Linked DNA regions of Mus musculus: region 2 is linked to region 1. A link is a contact called in public targeted proximity ligation data. All regions are on one chromosome and are shown on one strand. The core of a region is the stretch at or near the end of the contact, and the rest is flanking DNA. Distances in the headings are between cores, read along the strand shown.

Evidence for each region.
Region 2: a targeted proximity ligation map of trophoblast stem cells shows a contact between it and region 1, with 32 read pairs. A contact is called at or near these places in 8 of 484 Hi-C or Micro-C datasets (CD4 T cells, CD8 T cells, LSK cells and 4 more) and 5 of 130 datasets of targeted methods (the NIH/3T3 cell line, differentiating embryonic stem cells, extraembryonic endoderm stem cells and 2 more).

Annotation. Positions count from the first base shown.
Region 1 is chr19:36,179,925-36,184,210 of GRCm38.p6, forward strand. No RefSeq gene overlaps it. Among named protein-coding and RNA genes, the nearest start is that of Gm32081, 2.5 kb to the right of the region's middle.
Region 2 is chr19:36,288,026-36,292,386 of GRCm38.p6, forward strand. No RefSeq gene overlaps it. Among named protein-coding and RNA genes, the nearest start is that of Gm32027, 26 kb to the left of the region's middle.

The DNA.
Region 1 (4,286 bases), core at 612-3,111:
CACATTCATTGGTAAACTTAAAGATACTCTCAGTGATGAAAAACTGGGTGGCATGCTGTTTAAGAGCCTAAATTCTGCAGTCAAAGACTGATGAGTTTAAAAAAAAAATCAAAACTGTTTCCATCATTTACGCTTCATATGACCTTGGGAAATGTTCTAAATGGTCTGTCCCATGGATTGCTTAGGCTAACCCAAGAAAAGTAAGTTACTCTTCACAGGGAGGTTGTGAAATGCTTTGAGGACCAGCCACAGCTATTGTCGCCAGCCTGAGAGCTCAATGAAGTGGGTTCTTGGATGAGTCCTCTTGAGTCTTCAGCACAGCCTCTGCTCTTGCTGGAGGCTCAGAAAGGAAGGTCTAGCCAAAGAGAGGCTCCATACCTGTCTAGACTCCTGGCCCGCTGTAGCCTGAAGCAGCCCCTAGAGAGGCTATTGATTCATAGCAAGTTTGGCAAAAATGGGATGCTGAAAGGAGAGACCTTCCCTCGGTGATGTGAGCACCAGGACTCTGTGCCTGAGTCTGTGTAGTAGCCAGGAGGGACAGACAGCTCGGGAAGCTAGAGCTAAAGACTGAGCTTTGAGCCTCAGGCTGGTGGCACTGCTGAGAGAGACAGCTGGTGCGGTTCTCGCTCAAGCTGCTCACCTGCTGTCGGTCCAGTGCAGTGGGAAGAGCTCAGGGAAGCCCCCTTCAGCTCTCCGCACTCACTGGAAAGGCCATTGTGCTCCCTGGAGAGGGGGTGAACTGTGGTGAGCCCCAGGTTCCCCACTCTGGGTCGGAGGGACACTCATTCCCCAGCTGTGGCTCCTTCCGGGATGGGTCCTCATCAGAATCACCTGATGGTCATGGTCTGTTCCAGGACAATCTAATCAGGGTGAGCAACTAGGACAGTCTGACGCCAGAACCCAGGGAAACAGCTCAGGTTCCCGCGGAGAAGGCTGCCAGGTTATGTGTCTCCCTCCTACCAGAGCCTGCCTCCTCTTTCTTCCTCACCTAGCCAAGGATCTCAAGAGGGAGAGAGATTCCCTCCTCCCTTACCCCACCCTCAGTGAGTTGCCCAAGAGACACCTTCCCCAGAGGACAGGCGTCTCATCTGGCCTGAATGGTCCCTACTTTCCCTTTCCCAGGGGGTCGTCTGGGGTCACTTGACCTGACTTTGGCAACATCTGCAGGGAACTGGACACAGGATGGCCCAGCACTGTCTCTTCTGCTTTGGTGGCAGTTTGAGTCAAGTAACCCACACACAGCAAAGAGGAGACTTGCTCCCATGAAAATGTGTGTGTGTGTGTGTGTAGGGGGGCAACCCCACTTTACTTACTCTCTGAGGTTTGGCATCCATTTGTGCTTTTATCCTGCTGTGATTGTATAATAAAGCTTACCTTATCCCGTCCTGTCTAAATGCATACATATTCACTTAGAGAGTTTTCAAGATCCAGTGTGAAGCAATAAAAGGTTCTATAAGTCTAGAATATGACTTACTTTTCATCTATGTGTGCTTAATGTAACTTGTAGGAAAACACAATACAGTTAACCCAAATCAGTAATGAATCTTTTTTATCATGTGTGTGAGTTTTATTTATTCTCCATGACAAGATTTTTCTATAAATCCTACTTTGACTTTACAAAGCCTCAAGTTAAATAAACCATTCAACAAATAAATCAACAGAACTGGAAACAACTGAGAGTTGTGGCCAATATTCTGTTGCCCAGAATGGAGAACTTTCAATAAACACAAACATTAATAAACATATACATACACTGATCCACCCTTCTAGTAAAGTAACTATCTGTGACATGAGCCACATGGTCGGACTTTAGCTGCAGGGTAAGGACTAGAAACCTTGGGAGATGATTAGTCAGTGGGAGGGGCTGACCTGTGCTCCAGACTGACAAAGGGATGTAGCATGTCAGACTTGCCAGGTACACTGGAGGACTGTGGGAGAGAGAACTTAGCATGGCTGGGAGGGCTGGGGAAGCCGCAGAGGTGATCCCTAAACTGCAATTGGAAGGGGCATCTGAGGGAGGGGCAGCCTAGGAAGGAACTTCAGAAGCAACAGGACACATTTGCAGGGTTACTAACAGGTGACTTGTGGGCAGGACAGGAGCCCTAGTCTAAGGCAGAGCTGGGGTTGAAGAGAAGGCAGCAGGCTGACCCTGGGCTCTCTGGGTGATGCTGTGGAATTTGGAATCTTTGTTGATTTTTTTCCACTTGCTTTATTTCTTCTGATCAAACAGAACCTGGTGGCTCTGAGCCCCGGCTACCACTCACAGGCATCTAGCCCCAAGCATCCCCAGGAGACGCTAAGGGTCCCTAGATGATTATTATCACATGCATATTACTAAGCTGACTGACTCTTCCAGTGTGTCCAAGGATTCTATTATATCACTAATGGTTCCAGAACCAGGACAATCTGTCATCCTAACCAAGCTAGGGTGGCCCTCCTGATGTGCCCAGGGAAATAGGGCTCGCCTGCTCATGAGTTGGATTCTTCCTAAAGGTTCCTCCATAAACCACAAATAACCAGCTCCCTACCTCAGCAAAATACCCACTACAGCTCTCGATGACCAAGGTCTGCGGAGTGGCAACTACCTTTCCCCCCTACCAATGAGCAGCAGGACAGTCACCCCTCCCTGCCATGCCACCTTCTGAGGTGCCCACAGCCCCACAGAGATGAGCCAAGCCTCGGTGTAAGAAAGGTTTGTGAGCGAGTGCTTCTAATTCCAGGGAGCAGTCACCTCGAGGGCAGGCCTGCCAGAGCCTTCTGGTGCTCCTGGCCTCGGGGCTGGCTCCAGGTAAGAGAGTCCAGCACACACCCACAGCCAGGACATTTGGGCCAACTGTCAAATGGCTTTCAAAGTCTCAGGCCTGCTTGCTTCCCAGAGAGGCAAACACCACTGCTGCCATTCAAGATTTAGTCCTTCACTTCCTTGGTGGTAGGTTTTATTTAGAAGGGCTTAACAGTGGAAGTGTTTGAGGACTTCGGAAAGACTGTTTAAAGGAAGAGACCGTTGGGACACGTCATCCCATCACACACAAGCACACATCTGCATGCCCCTCCCCTTCTATTTCCCCTTGAATTCGGGCTACAGTATGGATTTGATGGTTGGCACCCCAGCAACTGTCCCGTGACCTTGAGAAGAAACTATTCATTAAGACTATTTAGCCTAAAAGACAGATGAAAGCCTGAGTCTTTGGGGGACCAACAAGTTACCTTAATAGTCTGTGACTGGCCATTTCTAGCCTTTCTTTTAGAAGGAGAGGTAAATCTTGTGTGCATAAGATACTGTTACTGAGGTCTCACCTAATCCTGTGTAATTGGCCCTTCTTAAAATGACTGACAGGGAATTTATGTCTTAGGGACTAGTCCCAAACCCTACCACAAGGGGGTAGCCTTGTCCCATAGGCCTCCATATAACACCAGCACCAGCGATCAGTGTGGATGAGTTATATCTCAGACCACAGTTGGCTGCTATGGCCCAGGCTGGCTGATCTAGGCTGAAGTCTATCTCATCGGTTAACCCAGATCTCTAGCTACTGTATGTGATTTCCCAAGGAAAGAAAACATGTGGGGAGGCAGTCCTGATGCAGCCAACCCTTTCTAAACAGAGCAAAGAAGCTCTGTTCTAAATCACCTTCAAGTTAGTGGTACGTGCTGACTTCTCGGTTCTGTTTTTGCTCCTTTCAAGGTCTTTCAGGAGGGTTCTGTTTTTGTTTCTTTCTGTGGATTCCTGTTAAGACACCTGTGCGGCAGCTCTGATGGCAATTCTTCCCTGAAATGGCTGTCCAAAGCTCTGCTCCCTGCCTGTTGCATGTCATCCATCGACTCTTGTTCCAGCTACATCTCAAAACTCAAAACTCCCCAGGTAGAAAGTTCCAGTGACTACAGGCCTGAAGCTGGAGGAATGGTGGTTCATCCGGGTCTCAGGCTGAGAGCATATTGCCGTCATCAGGAAAGAACAATGCTATGAGACTCACTGTGAGCTGACGCACTAAGGCGTTTGTACTCTGCTGACAGTGTCAGGGCCCATGGCTGTGGATATGACTCCTCTTGGCCTGCCTCCAGTTCACAGGCTAGCGCTATACAGCTGAGGCTCGAGGATAGATAGAAAGCTAGCCCCCACATCTTCTCACCTGGCTTTCCTTCCTAGATGGCTGCATCTGGTATGAACAAATCTGGTACCTGGAGATAGCCTAGCCAAAGTTGAAGGATCATCCATCCCTCTGAGACATATAGGAAGTTCCCACCTATGAGAGAATCCCAACGAAGGAGAAAAGATCAAAAGCATTAGA
Region 2 (4,361 bases), core at 1,681-4,180, 110 kb after region 1:
CCCTTAGAAGCAAATTTTTAGACCTACTGATTAAAATATTTGGCTTGTACCTAAGGCACCTGTTGTTTTTTTAATCATTTTTATGTAGGAAGAATCAAGAGACCTAGCTGAAATCATCTAGTTTCTTTGGCCTCTGCTCATATATTCTATTCCCCCCCAAACTATCTTTACTTTGCTGTTGGTCCCTTTGAGATCTATCCCTCATAATTAGTGTGGAGTAGCCCTGGAAAGTGCCACCTGCACCAGGAGGCAGAGGGTGAAAATTGTCTCTTTCATCCATCCTGTGAAGCCTCAGTCTCTTCTTACTGAGGGCATGGGTAAAGTGAAGTCTCTAAGGGTAACCATGGAGACTGAAAGCACTGGCATATTTGAAAGAACATGTAAGTTCAACATTATCTATTACAATTTTGTGACATTATTCCAGTTAAGCCATTGCACCCCTTGGAGCCATTGGGGATTCATGTATGAACCTCAAATCAATATGAGTCTTCTCCCTCAATCCTGTCTGAGCTGGAGTGTCATAATTCCCAACTTATATAGAAATATATGTATTTATATATGCACTATATAATGTATTTATAAATGCATACATATATGCATAGATATACACATATATACATATATATTTGCAGGTCTCTTGAAAGATGACAAATGGGACTTAGAAACAGCAACGGCAGCATATATGTGTGATTACATCATGGACTTCGGTACAGATGGCCTGAGTTACTATCCTGGATCTCTGATTTACTAATGATGAGCCCTAAAGTAGGCTACTGAGGGCATCTCTATACCTCAGCATCTAGCTGTAAAATGAAGGTAATAGTGGTATCTATTTCTTAGGACCAGAAACCACAAGAGGTGGAACAGCTCGGAGACAAAGAGTACTCGCTGCCTTGCTTCTTAGAGATGTGTTCTTGTGTGTTGACATCAGCGGCAGAATTTAGATGCAGTACCCATGTCTCCATCCATTCTCTTCCATGCCATCCTGATGGCCATTCTCATTTTGTCCCAGTACAGTATTCCAATGCTGCTGAGCCTTAAGAGCTCACCTCCTACTCTAACTGAGACCTAGAGGATCAGAACCAAAGGTATTATAGGCATAAAGAATGCCTGGGACACAGTGCTGGGCTGGATTTTGTGTGTGTGTTTTGTTTTGTCTCTTTGAAACCAGATTTCTCTGTGTAGCCCTGGCTGTCCTGGAAATTGCTCTGTAGATCAGGCTGGCCTTGAGCTCAAGGATAATCTGCCTGCCTCTGCCTCCTGGGTGCTGGGATTTAAGTCAGCACCATCAACACCCAGGACACGTTTCTTATTACCACAGCACCCAGCGCCTTAGCAAAGCACTTCCTGAACCTGTTAACAGCCAAGTCTCTAATGCCCCTCATCAGCTGCCCAGGGCTGTCACCTTTTTCTCCCCTTAACATTTTTCTTCCACTTAGTACCTTCTATCTTTCATCCAGGGATCTTCTTCGCATCCCCCAACCCCATGGTCATAGCCTCCTCAGCATGTAATGTAGTAAAACCTTTTCTCAGCTTCTGTTTCTTCAGTCTGGCACCCTGAATCTTTAGGGTTACCAACATAACAGAGGTTCCCGCAAGTTTAGGGAGGCACAAGGTGCCAGAATGTTTTTGTCTCTGGCACACAGGTGTGTGTGTGTGTGTGTGTGTGTGTGTGTGTGTGTGTGTGTATGTGTGTGTGTGTGTGCGTGTGTGTGTTTGTGTATAATATACATCGATTTACATATATGAATATATATAACTATATATACTTATATTCTTGTATGTATAAATATATAGTAAATACATGGATGGATGAAAGCGATAACCTTCATCTCATATATATGTGTGTGTATATATATATGTATATGTATGTGTGTGTGTGTGTGTGTGTGTGTTTATTATACTTGGCACTTTGTGGGTACTCAATTAAAAGTTTCCATTTCACTTTGATGGCAATTATAGAGTAAGGGAAAAGCAGTCAATTTACAATTTTATAGAGAGTCTCGGTACTACTGAGTTTTTCTCATTCGCAATATGCTTGCTCCTATCTCTAATGCCTCTGACCCTGAAACAAGTTTCATAGACAGATCCACAGGTTGGGCTTTATGACCTCTAAGGCCTGGAGTTGTGCTGCTCAACGTGGGAAATACTAGCCATTTGAGCCTATTAGAATTAAATTTTAATAAAATAAAATCTACAATGGCCACTACTTCAGGCAGTACTAACAAGGAATGCTTCCAACACAGCAGGAAGTTCTGTTGGACAGCTCCAGTCATCACAGAGGGAAAAATGCTATAGTGTGAATAAAAAGAAATTCTCCCAAGGTCAAGGCTTTAAAGCAGTGGTTCTCGACCTTTCTATTGCCATAACTCTTTAATACAGTTCCTGGTGTAGTGGTGAACCCCACCACACCCCCCCACCCACCCATAAAACTACTCCGTTGCTTCTTCATAACTTTGCTACTATTACAATATAAACATCTGACACGCAGGATATCAGATATGTGATCCCTATAGGGTCGTGACCCACACATTGAGAACCACTGCTTTAAAGGCTCAGCCCCCTACAGGTGGTATTACTGGGGGTGTTGGTGAGTGGTGGAAGAATTGGGAGGTTCATAGAGCATTGGACACATGATCTCTAAAGGGATTGTAGAACTTCCACCTCTCTCTCTCTCTCTCCCTCTCTCTCTCTCTCTCTCTCTCTCTCTCTCTCTCTCTCTCCTCCTTCCTCTTTCCTTTCTACCCTTTTCTCTTCTATTATCGCCTCAAGATCTCACAGCTCACTCTGACATGCACTTCTGCCAAGACACACTGCCCTCACCAGAGGTCATAAACGAATGGGCTGCCTAATCTTGCACTAGTACTAACAGAGACAGGACACAAAATAAACCTTTTACTGCCTAAGTGGCCTGCCTCCCGTCTTTTATTGTACTGATGCAAAGCTGACTAATACACAGAGAATGTCTTAGGAAACTTCACTGCAGCCTTCCTGAGCTTAGTCATCGTGGAAACCAAGCACCCAGATGTTCAAGCCCTTTGGAACTGGATGATAAGGCAGAGATAAGGATGGCAGACAGGATCATAGGAAAGACAATGGGGACAGATATGGGTCCCCTTATGTAAACCTGCAGGCTCTAGTCTACTTAAGATCAACATGGCTCTGACAAAGACAAGGCAGAAGCCTTCTGAAAGACTCCAGCTTTGGGCGTGAGAAAGAAACGGTTTGGAAAAAGAGTCTGAGGTGATTTATTGCATCTAAGCATGAAATGAGAATGGGACTTGATTATCTGGATTATTTCTAAGAGGAAAATGTCTGACAATGTAACCGGGAAGGCAGCTTACAGAAGCTCCTCTTGTGCGGCCTCAGACCCTCTCTTTTTCCTGACCCGTTTCCCGGTGCTTCACAGAACCAGAAGTAGAACCCATTGGCTGTAGAATGGTGATATTTTATTTAACGAGAAACCATAAAATTATGAATATGAATAAACAAAAATATGAGAATTTAGCCTACAGATTCTTGGAATCTTAGTAACATCTCAGTCTATTCTTCTGTGACCTCTGAGGGATCTTTTTGGGCCATTTACCAGAAATGACTAGAAAGAAATGCTTCCCGATAGATAGCAGCTTGATTGTCTCCCACCACGAACATTCCAGTTCTTAGGAATAGCAGACATCTGCAGGAACTGTGTGAGGAGAATCTCTAGAACTCGACTTTCTTAGTTTCATGGCAAATCCACCTTTGATCACAAACTATGGGTGGGGTTGGAGGGTGACCCCAGACACTCTGGGCTTCTATATCTTTTTCCTTCTAGAAATGAAAATGACTTCACAAAGGTAAAGGTCTTCTCCCACCATTCCTTATCAGTTAACCTTAGGAATCAAATTATAAGGCTCCCCAGCCCTTGCTTGAGCCCAGAAACTATTTTGCCTGGTGGGGAGTAGTATCTGCATGGCTATAACCCCTGTACTGGGCGATTTTGTGTCAACTTGACACAGCTGGAAGGAGATTCAGCTGGGAAATGCCTCCATGAGATCCAGCTGTAAGGCATTTTCTCAATTAGTGATCAAGGGGGAAAGACCCATTGTGGGTGGTGCCATCCTTGGGCTGGTAGTTTTGGGTTCAATAGGAGAACAAGCTGAGCAAGCCAGGGGAAGCATGCCAGTGAGTAACATTCCTCCACGGCCTCTGCATCAGCTCCTGCTTCCTGACCTGCTTGAGTTCCAGTCCTGACTTCCTTTGGTGATAAACAGCAACATGGAAGTGTAAGCTGAATAAACCCTTTCCTCCCCAAATTGCTTCTTGGTCATGTTTGTGCAGGAATAGAAACCCTAACTAAGACAACAACCAAACTTAGAATC